4 separate regions of the Sus scrofa genome follow, and all the other regions are linked to region 4. A link is a contact called in public HiChIP or PLAC-seq data. All regions are on one chromosome and are shown on one strand. Each heading gives the region's core, a stretch centred on a gene start, on an enhancer-like site or on the middle of the called end of the contact. The rest is flanking DNA. Distances are from core to core; before and after follow the strand shown.

Region 1 (2,749 bases), core at 169-2,668, 270 kb before region 4:
CTCCACTCTTCTGGCCTCAGGTATTACTACTTGCCTCTCAGATTTCAGCTTAAATACTATTTCTTGAGAGAAGTCTTTTCTACTCCCCATCTAAGTCAAATCCCTTCTTAGTGGCTACCACAGTACCATGCATCTGTTCTTAGCAGCTATTACAAGTATAATTTTACATTTACTTTTTTGGAATTATTCTATTGATATTTGTTTCTTTAGTAGAGTATAAGCTTTTTGACTTCAGAAATAATGTTTTTTCTGTTTTTCCCAGCATTCTGTTCACTAGATTTAGTACACAGCTCAACACACAGTAGTTCTCGAATACACATTTGTTAAACAGATATAAGGAATACGTAGTTCAATGTACTATCATGACAGATGAAGAAGAGAATATAAAGAACTTAATGAAGGTACTTTTATGGAATTCACACTTTTCTTTTTTCCTTCAAGTTAATTACTAGTCTTTTAATGTCTCAGTGGAGAAAACAATGAAATGACCACAAATAAATCGGCATTGAATTGAAGACAAACTGATTACAGCAACAAATTTAACCATCTGCTCCTGATCAAGGACCATGTCCATAATCTTATTCATCAAAAGCTTCATGTTTTTTTGCCCTGCCAAGAGCCCAAATCACTGGTGTCCAAATTATCACAGTTAACACTTGCTGATTTTATGACCTATAAAATGTCCTCAGGATGCTGATCATTGTAACAACACGTGGAAAAATACAACCTCACTAAGGCCCTATGTGGTCCATTGGTGGAGCTGTTTTCCCTTATCTGCCCCCTCTAGTGAAAAGGTATGTCACTCTTAAGGGTAAGATTGAGAAAAGAACTGAATATATACAATTCAGCCTTTTCTTCTCACTCTTTAGACTCTTCCTGCTAAGAAACAGGATGCATTGTGCACCTCCTGCTTCCAAAAAGCAAGCACACTGGGGTCAGTGCCTAGGTCAGCGTTCTGGAGATGATTTTAGTTCATCTTGCTTTTCTCCCTACTTACATTATGAAGCCTCACAGTCATGAGGCCAGAATTCTGGGTGAGTACATGCTACTCCTTAGGCTAAGACCCCTTTTACCTATTCACAAGTTCCTATTTCATCTAGTTAGCTCTTAGTATCATTTAGATCTGAGTTCACTTATTACTTCCTTAGAGAAGCCTTCCTAACACCGTCCTCGGTGAATTCAAGATTTCTTCCTCCTCCTCCCCCCAGTAAAGAGGCCTCAGCAGAGGTACCTGGAGATGACCTCAGATAAAGAGACCTCAGAATGCGGGTGCCCATCAAAACCAAGAAATCAAATATGTGAAGAATATGACTGGCCAGGAAACCTGAATGGCTGACTGCAGCTCTCTTCACAGGCTGTAATGCACTAGTTGTACACAGGTCTGGCCCAGAGAGGGCAGCTTTCTCCCATCAGACCTGCCAGTTAAAGCCTTGGTAATTACTCACGGGCTTTTAAATAAGAGCCAGAGTTCTCAGTGTTTGCTTCCAAGTTACTCGATCACACAGCTGTTGGCAGGAAGCCGCGTTACTCACCATGTGGACCTTGCTGTAGATTGGTTGAGTGTCCTCACGACATGGCAGCTGTCTTTCCCCAGAGTGAAAGGTCTAAAAGAAAGAACAAGGAGGGAATGACAATGCCTTTTATGACCGAGTGTCAGAAGTCACAGGCATCACATCTGCCATGTTTTCCTTTTTTGGAAGCAAGTCACTGAATCTCTCTACACTCAAGGGGAGAAGAATTACATTCTACTTTTTGAAGGGAGAAATGTCAAAGGATCTGTGTACCTACTTTTAAACAAACACACTTGTACTCATCTTAAGGTTTAGATTAAGATCCAGGGAAGAGGAATTCTGCTTGCAGTCACACACTGAAGTCACATAGCTTAGTTGCTACTTTGACCTCCATTTGTTCTACTCTGGTTCCAAACTTAAAACAGAGAAGAACATATAATTGAAGACCATCCTTAAGTCCAATAATTCAGTTTTTTACACTTTTAACTGATTTCATTTAATCAGTAAATTTACCCAGTCTATCAGTGGTAGAAAAACGATCCACTTATTCATATATCAGCTGCCTGATTGATTATCTAAGATCATGGCAAATTTAGAGGTCTGTTATAATTGTCCTACATGGGGTCATTTTCTCTTTTAAACAACAAATATGAAATATCCAATATATAGAAAGGCTACAAATACAAAATATCAACCTAAGAACACATGATGAGCATCAATATCTTTTTCAACTACCTTTTCAAATGTCAAGTCCAAAACTTGAAATGTTAGAATTTATTCTTCTTACTGGAATGCTAGCAAACAAGTGAACAGAGTTTAATTTATTTATTACTGAAGGAAAGACAGCCACAATATTTGAGGATTTGGAATTTTGTTTTATTTAGTGTCAGGAAGTGCTAGGGAGCTGTCGCTTCTTCTCTTCTCACAACTACTGTTGCAGTATATTTACTGGAAGAAAATTCAGTTTATAAACTCTGCTGAGGAAATAAAAGCCACTTTACATTGGTGGTGGCATTACTTTTAACATGAGATTTCCTGAAGAACATTGTGCAACACATTGTTACTTGAGATCTTCTTCCTGTATTAAGTAACTAATCCAAACAGAATGCACCAAAGCCCTTGCAAAGTTAGAAAAAACTACTTGCCTATGGGCATCTTGACTTTTTTTCCCAAAATGATTTTTTTCCCTTTAATTCTGTGGTTTATTGTTCGAGAGAGAATTTTCCTCTGTTGCTTTT
Region 2 (2,700 bases), core at 194-2,693, 270 kb after region 4:
CTCCTTTACATGGACTTGCTCTTTAATCCCATAATAGTCTATGAGGTAAGCGCCACCATTTTACATTGAAGGAAACTAGAAACTGACACTTAAAAGGTTGCCCAAAATTTATACAAATACAAATGATAAAGCTAGGATATGAACAAAATGAAAATGACTTCAAAATCCAGACCTGTAATCACTAGACTCACTCTACTATAAGACACCAACATTACTTAGGGCTTGGGTAGAAAAGTAAACCAGTCTTTGGTTAGAAAGAATCATGAACACTATACAAGGCAGAACTTCAGAATTTAAAAAACATTCCACTGCAAACCAAGTTTTCTAAGACTATAGATGGCTACTCATGAAGGAAACTGGATGGCAGGAGACTGGTGCTCAAGAACTGTGCCCCCTTTGGAGGAAGAATGACATTAATGCACTTGGTTCACATGCTGTATTCAATGTGCTCAAACAAAGCTGTTAGATGGCCAAATAAAACTAAATGAGAAGATCTTGAGGCTAAAAAGAAGAAAATCACAAGGCAAAAGAATGTATCCCAGAAAGTAGAAGGAGCTCCCTCCTTTCCATCCATCAACCTTCCTCCCTCCTGCCTTCTCTAGCAATTCCTCTGGAGGCATCCCGACTTTTCCACCTTCTCTAAGGATCGTCACGCATTCCAAGTTCAAAGCTGTTCCATATTTTGTTGCTTAATCCTCACCATCATAGGTTTACAGGGAAAGGAACGAGACTAAGTGTCATACTCTCAAGCAGGAGGAAGGTGGGAAAATTCTGTTCCCTAAGGCCCTGTGTGGTGGGAATCAGAGATAAAATATGTTCTCAGAATACTATGTTCTAATCTGGAGTGGAAAATGTATATTCCTATAGATACAATGCAATATATAGTAGTTAATGTACAAAAACTTACTTAGCCATAATATAGCACGACAAGGCAGCCTTATAAATATTCAATAAGTATTTACTGAGGGCCTGGTAGGTGCCACAAATTGTTCTAAGAGCTTAAGATAGAGTCCAAAAGTTTGTCCAGACAAAGTCCCTACATTCCTGGAGCTGACGTTTCTACAGAAGAGAGAGAGGAGTTCCCACTGTGGCCCAACAGGATTGGGGCATCTCTGGAGCACTGGGACCCAAGTTCGATCCCTGGACCAGCACAGTGGCTCACATCTGATCCCTGGCACAGGAACTCCATATGCTGTGGGGTGGCCAAAAAAGAAAAAAAAAAAAAAAAAAGAAGAAGAAGAAGAGAGACAAACAAGCAGGCATATAAGATAATTTCAAAAAGGGAAACCTACTGAAAGAAAATTTAAAAGGCCAATGTGATGGAGAAAGAGGGTGTGCAGCGGTGCTACTTCACAAACTGGGGAGGCAGGGAGGGGCTCACTGAGAAGAGCACACGTGAGCAGAGATCTGAAGGACAAGATGATAGACACCAGAAAACAGGAAGTAAGAGCTTTTCAGACAGAGTCACAAGACAAAGTTGTCCAATAGGGCTGTATTCAAAGCTCTTCAAAGGGCAGGCCAGTGTGGCTAAAAACAGTGAAAATGAGGATGGTTTAAGATGAAGCTGATTTGGAAGACAGGGACTGAGTTTTATTTTTTATTTTTATTTATTTTTATTTTTTGTCTTTTTAGGGCTGCACCTGCAGCATATGGAAGTTCCCGGGTTAAGGTTCAAATCGGAGCTGTAGCTGCCAGCCTACACCACAGCCACGACAAGGTGGGATCCTTAACCCACTGAGTGAGGCCAGGGATCGAACCTGTGTCCTCATGGATGCTAGTCAGATTCATTTCCACTAGGCCATGACAGGAACTCCTTATTTTTAATTTAACTTCACTATTCTTCCTTGTTTATTTTCTATTCCTCACAATCAAGTTTACTGTTCTCTCAGTTAATTTCAGACAAGACTATGCAGCAAATAACTAACTTTACTGAAAAATAAAAACAAAATAAATTACCACACACACAAAAATTAATGTTCTCTTAGATATTTTTAAACTATTATTTCCATTTATTTTTGGCTTAGAATAGCTGAACCACTCGTTTCTACCAGATTCCTTTAATTCTGTTATCTTCTAAAGCTGTGCATACATTTCTCCAAAACAAATGCTAAAGAGCTAAAAAAAACTTAATCATCTCACAGTGTTGTCCATTCAAAATAAAGCATTCAATCCAGCTGACTTCAGTGAAATGACTCAATGTTTTGACATGCAGGCCAAAAAAAAAAAAAAAAAAACATAACAAAAAAACACAACAAGAGTTATTTTGTTTATCCACAAAGTTGCTATCTCTCATCTACCACAGGAAATTCAAAGGGGATCCCATGGCAATAAGTGAATAGCTTTTCCATTCTACACACTAGTGTGGTCTAGAAAAACAGATAAAAACAACAAAGTTAATGAACTTTTAACAGGCACTTACAGGAATTTCTAAAGATGTTTTATGGATGTTCTGAAAATGATTTCATAAATGTGGAAAATTTAGTTGGTTTTCCTCTGACTAAGACAGAATGGCCAATTTTGCAAAGTTCTGCAGGAGAAAAATCTTTGTGCCTAAAACATCACAAATGAGAATTCGTAGTCTAACTTGAGGCTGTTAAGCTGCTTACTGTCGTTGACTCTGATTTAGTTTCTATCTCGCACTCTCAATTTGAGGTGCTATTATAGTTTAAGCATTATTTCACATTTGGTTTCTTTTTCTTT
Region 3 (2,700 bases), core at 6-2,505, 260 kb before region 4:
ATAGCATCGCCTAGATTTTTATCATAATATCAGTCATTCATCTGTGAACATGTCTCAAAATAAAAGATAAGCTATTCTATGCCATTACTCTCACCAGAGACAAATAAATTTGTTATGAGTAAGCATGAATATTTTTTTTCTTTTTTTAAAATTAGAGTTGATTTACAATGCTGTGTCAATTTCTTCTGTATGGCACAGTGACCCAGTCATAAATATATATACTTTTTTTTCTCATATTATTTTTCATCATGTTCTATCCCAAGAGACTGGATACAGTTCCCTGTGCTATACACAGGGCTTCATTGCTCATCCATCCTAAATGTAATAGTTTGCATCTACTAATGCCAAACTCCCAGTACATCCCATTCCCTCCTCTCTGGCATCCACAAATCTGTTCTCTATGTCTGCGAATCTGTTTCTTTTTTGTAGATAGGTTTATTTGTGCCATATTTTAGATTCCACATATAAGTGATATTATATGGTGAGCTAGAGTTCAAAAAGATACATGCACCCCATGTTCATTCCAGCACTATTCACAGTAGCCAAGACATGGAAGCATCCTAAATGTCCTCAATAGATAAATGGATTAAAGTAGTACATATATACAATGGAATACTACTCAGCCATAAAAAAGAATGAAATAATGCCATTTTTAGCAACATGGATGCAACTAGAGAGTCTCATACTAAGTGAAGTAAGTCAGAAAGAGAAAGACAAATACCATATGATGTCACTCATATATGGAATCTAGAATACAACATAAATGATCCTATCTAAAAAAAAAAATTAGCTCATGGACATGGAGAACAGACTTGTGGTTGCCAGGGGTGAGTGAGGGGGTAGGAGGGAGGGAGTGGGGTGGATGGGGAGTTTGGGATTGGTGGATGCAAACTGTAAGTAACATTTGGAATGGATGGGCAATGGGCTCCTACTATTCAGCACAGGGAACTATATGTGATTGTGTCACTTTGTTGTACAACAGAAACTGAAGGCAGAGAGATGAGTTCGTAATTTTTCTGGCCATAGAAAATGAGAGTCTACATTATGATGATGACAGTGGGATTGTAAATGAGAGCACAGATACAAGAAAACAGGAGACTTGTGGACTCAGCAATGGATTGAATAGAATGAGAAAAAGAAATAAAGGAAGCAAAATTTCTCAAGATTTTTCATTATGGCTTGATTGAGATGAGGGTGACTCAATGATGTGACATAAGGAAGTAAAGGAAGAGGATCTGAATAGGGTAAGGAGTGGCAGGGCTAAACTTGAACTGTTAGGTTTCGTAATATCATCCTATTATCGAAACAATAATAGGCTGGAACAGCCTATAAGTATTTTATTAGGATCTCAGATGGCTAACCATAATCTAGGTCTCTTAGAAGCTGAAATTATTTTTACAGTCAAAAATATCTAGAGAGGAGTTTCCGTCATGGCTCAGCAGTTAACAAATCTGACTAGCAACCGTGAGGTTGCAGGTTCAATCCCTGGCCTCACTCAGTGGGTTAAGGATCTGGCATTGCCATGAACTGTGGTGTAGGTCACAGACATGGCTCGGATCCTGTTTGGCTGTGGCTGTGGCTGTGGCTTTGGCTGTGGCTGTGGCATAGGCCAGTGGCTACACCTCTGATTAAACCCCTAGCCTGGGAACCTCCACATGCTGCGGGTATAGTCCTAGAAAAGAGGAGAGAGAGAGAGAGAGAGAGAGAGAGAGAGAGAGAGAGAGAGAGAGAGAGAGAGAGGCATAGCACATAAGTAATTTTTGATCAAGTCTTCAGGTAAAAAATACATAAATAAACAGAAGATCACTTGGAAATTGCTATCAGCCTTTCTGGTCCCGATGATGTTAGAGGTTGTTACATAAAAGTTTCTCCTGCAGAACTTGACTTGATAAGTAGATACCTCTTAGGAAATAATGTTCAAGAACTTACCTTTCAAAGATGGATAAAAAAAAAAGTAAAGAAGGAAAAAGCCAAGACATCTGAAAATCAGTAGAAGAATTAAATTTACCTAAAATGTTGTTTGGGCAGCAAGGGCACCATCCGGGTAGCTGGTAAGGAAAACCAACAGAGGGAAATTGGTAAAATGAAATGTCCAAAGAAAATTTCTCTCAATGGCTCTGTGACTCAGCTATTCCCTAAACCTTATTGCCAGCACTATAAATAGATTTTTTTAATGGATAGGCTTAGTTATAATTACTTCTGTTTCTAAAAACAAGGGAATGCTGTTAGCAATGAAATTCCATGATAAGGGACAAGGGCAGGTGAAGAGAGACTAAAGAGAAGAAAAGACCCATCAGGCCATGCCTGGGGGAGGAATTAAATTGACACAGTCATATCATTATCTGCACTGTGTATGGAGAAGAAAGAAAAGGTAATTTAAGATGTAAGATGCATTTTAAAGTATATTCATATCATTTGGAAGAAATAAATTTGAAGTCCATGTGGTAAAAAATTACTCAAAAGGTTAAACACTAAATTAAAATCTACAAATAAAAAAGTGAATTTTCAGCTGGATTTTTTTCCTTGGCTTTCCTTTCTTTTCATTAAAGTAAATTTAACTGGAGCATTTACACTACCATCTATAAGCACAATTCAAGGTCAGCCTTAGAAACATGTGGAACAAATCAAGGAGCTTTGTGAAAATTCATATCAAAAGAAAGTCCTCTATCTGCTTGTCACTAAAAAATTTCTTTTTAAAAA
Region 4 (2,700 bases), core at 23-2,522:
GAAGAGAGTAATAGAATCATCCTGGGTGCCAACAGCATCCCTGGATTACCTTCCCCCAGATTTGTGTGTGTGTGTGTGTGTGTGTGTGTGTGTGTGTGTGTGTGTGTGCGTGCATGCGCACATGCACACATGCGTGCATGTATGTGTGTAACCAAATTCTATGCTGCAGACTTTCACCAAATTTTGAGGGTTATAGACAGAGATTAAAATACACTACAAAATTATATGTACAATACAAAAACTTAAAATATTAGCCTCAACATTGAAAAAAAACCAATAGCCATTTCCTGCAATAAATCATTTTCCTATAGGCTGTTCCCCTCTCTACTCCGTACCATCTCCTCACCCTCTCTGCCTTCCACAGACACAGACCCTTCCCTTCTCTTTTCTAGCTGCCAGTCTCTAGCATCTCAATCCTACTCATTTCTGACCCAGAACACTTGAGTTCTTAACTGTCTACCTCAAGCTAAACTGCAAGCTTAGATTTGCATATTCAAAATATCTAAAGTCATCTTCCTTCTACCCTCTTCCAGGGTAGAAGGAAATTTCAAATTAGGAAGTCAGATTCCCTACCTACTCATCTCTTTCAGTAAAAGCTCCTGTGCATCCCAAGTTCTTTTTCCTTCTTTCTGCCTTTAAGCCTAAATAAATAAGACCCATTCGATGTATCACCTTAATTAGCGTTGCCTGGGTAGCACACACTGTTTAGTATTGGAGAAACGGGAGGAAAAATACACAGTAACTTCCCTGAGAAGCTAAGAGTAGCCAAAGACATGGATGTTGACACATAACTACAACACTGCGGCCACTGCCACAAAAAAAAGAAAAAAAAATTGTGTATAAAGTATTATGGGAATAAAGCCTGCCAGATATGATCTTCAAAAACTTCAATATGCCTTCGGCATAGGTGTAGCTACCTTGGTCAGGTGACAACACACCTGCACAAATTCCTTTTGGCATACGAGTGAGTCTACGCAATTCTTCCAACTCCCACCCAATCATGCTAAGCTTCAGCTTTGTAAAGCTACATCAGGCTTATTAAGTTATTTCTCTAAATACGATGCTTCCATTTTGAAAATACTGTTAAAAGTAGGAAGTAACATTTTCACTTCTGCTGTGGGATTTCCTCCCTGTTTCACCATAGCGATAACATCAGTGGGTTCTCCTCACACTGTTTCTTACCAAACCAGTGATGGTTCCTCTCAGTAGTTCAGAGATATCCTAGCACCACAGGCTAACATCCACTGGCTGTGCTGCTCCCACCCAGCTTTTATCACTTACATAGTCAGCTTGACAAACACTGATTCAGCAATCCTTGGTACCCTGGTCGGGGAAAGGGCCATCACCCTCAGTATTTCTCAAGAGAGTTGTCTGGTGGTTAGAATACGACCATGAGTCACAGAGATGCTAATCCTGGCTCAGGCCCTGACTCATTCTGTGACCCTTGCCCTATACGTTCCACCCTTGGGTTTCCCAAGATATTGGGGGTACCCTCCTCTATCTAGCTGTCACAAACAATGGGCCGTATTTAGAGAATATTTGCAAGTTAGCTAAAATTGTAGGATCTGAAGTGGTAGAGACTGTGACATAGATTTGGAAATATAAAATAGTTGTACATAACAAACAGTTTCAATGCTCAAACATCTACCAGAGAAAGGACTCAAATTTAGAAATTAAGCAAATATTAGAAATGCATACAAGGAGCAGGTCTAGCTGGCCGCTTTTTATCTCCTGCCCTTCAGGGATGTTTGTGCTAAAGCCCAGAAAGTTAAATGACCTGTCCAAGAAGGCAAAGCTCTGCAGTGCCCAGCTCAGCACCATCCAAAAGAAAAATCATGTGAACCAAAGATGTGAACCACATGTACGATTTTAAATTTTCTAGTAAAGAACGTTCCTGAAAAGCAGGTATACTAACTTTATTTAACCTAATATATTCTAAATATTATTTCAATATACAGTCAATTTTTAAAATTATTAACTATGGACCGCATAACTTCTTTAAGCCTATCAGTGCCCTATTTTATTATTTTATTCCCTTATGACCCTTTCAAAATAGAATTTCAGGAGTTCCTGCCATGGCACGGGGGCGGGGAGGGGGGGGTCAAGAATGGGACTACAGCACTCAGCACTTCTCAGGTTGCTGAGAAGTTGTGGTTTCGATCCCTGGCCCCATATACTGGGTTAAAGATTCAGCATTGATGCATCTGTGGCATAGGTCACAGCTGCAGCTCAGATTCAATCCCTGGCCCAGGAACTTCCGTATGTCACAAGTGCAGCCATTAAAATAATTAATTAACTAAACAAAAAAAAATTTATCCTTCTACATAACTCCTCTCCCCCATCTCACTCTGGGACTTCCTCATTCTGATTAAACTCCTTTGAAATTCACTTTGAAAACCTCGTTTTCCGCTTGTTTGGGATCCCTGAGTATGTCTGGAGGGGTTGTTAGTAGGGATTTTCTTGTTACTTAGCTATTCTTTTCAATTCCTCAAATTTCCGCCTGTCTGAAAGCATTCCCAACAGAAATTAGCCACAGAACCAGCTTTTGCTTCTCCCATCATCAGCTGGTGATCTCACAGGGAAAACAAAGAACTGTTGTTTTCATTCCTCCAGAAAGTTGATCTAACTATGTCACCATCAGGTTCATTCTCAATAATACCATGCCTTAAAATGATGTCTGCTTGTATTCTTAGAGTGAAA

Evidence for each region. HiChIP or PLAC-seq counts read pairs in DNA pulled down with a chosen protein or histone mark.
Region 1: a contact with region 4 is called in an H3K27ac HiChIP or PLAC-seq map of alveolar macrophages. The contact joins two enhancer-like sites. A contact is called at or near these places in 1 of 47 Hi-C or Micro-C datasets (embryonic fibroblasts) and 1 of 2 datasets of contacts at active chromatin or transcription factors (alveolar macrophages).
Region 2: an H3K27ac HiChIP or PLAC-seq map of alveolar macrophages shows a contact between it and region 4. The contact joins two enhancer-like sites. A contact is called at or near these places in 1 of 47 Hi-C or Micro-C datasets (embryonic fibroblasts) and 1 of 2 datasets of contacts at active chromatin or transcription factors (alveolar macrophages).
Region 3: a contact with region 4 is called in an H3K27ac HiChIP or PLAC-seq map of alveolar macrophages. The contact joins two enhancer-like sites.

What each region holds. Positions count from the first base shown.
Region 1 is chr16:25,190,988-25,193,736 of Sscrofa11.1, forward strand. LOC106506472 (a long non-coding RNA gene) reads right to left here. Exons shown (of 3, transcript XR_002339539.1): 3 at 1-1,604. Among named protein-coding and RNA genes, the nearest start is that of DAB2, 420 kb to the left of the region's middle. Within about 2 kb of position 1,419, at least 3 of the 83 cell types and tissues checked have an H3K27ac peak or open chromatin away from gene starts, as enhancers often do. A contact at or near this core is called in alveolar macrophages, where this site is marked.
Region 2 is chr16:25,731,043-25,733,742 of Sscrofa11.1, forward strand. All of the region lies in intron 2 of TTC33 (tetratricopeptide repeat protein 33), which reads right to left. Among named protein-coding and RNA genes, the nearest start is that of TTC33, 9.6 kb to the right of the region's middle. Within about 2 kb of position 1,444, at least 6 of the 83 cell types and tissues checked have an H3K27ac peak or open chromatin away from gene starts, as enhancers often do. A contact at or near this core is called in alveolar macrophages, where this site is marked.
Region 3 is chr16:25,208,711-25,211,410 of Sscrofa11.1, forward strand. All of the region lies in intron 2 of LOC106506472 (a long non-coding RNA gene), which reads right to left. Among named protein-coding and RNA genes, the nearest start is that of DAB2, 430 kb to the left of the region's middle. Within about 2 kb of position 1,256, at least 1 of the 83 cell types and tissues checked has an H3K27ac peak or open chromatin away from gene starts, as enhancers often do. A contact at or near this core is called in alveolar macrophages, where this site is marked.
Region 4 is chr16:25,465,474-25,468,173 of Sscrofa11.1, forward strand. The region is part of intron 1 of LOC106506472 (a long non-coding RNA gene); the gene reads right to left. Among named protein-coding and RNA genes, the nearest start is that of PTGER4, 200 kb to the right of the region's middle. Within about 2 kb of position 1,273, at least 7 of the 83 cell types and tissues checked have an H3K27ac peak or open chromatin away from gene starts, as enhancers often do. A contact at or near this core is called in alveolar macrophages, where this site is marked.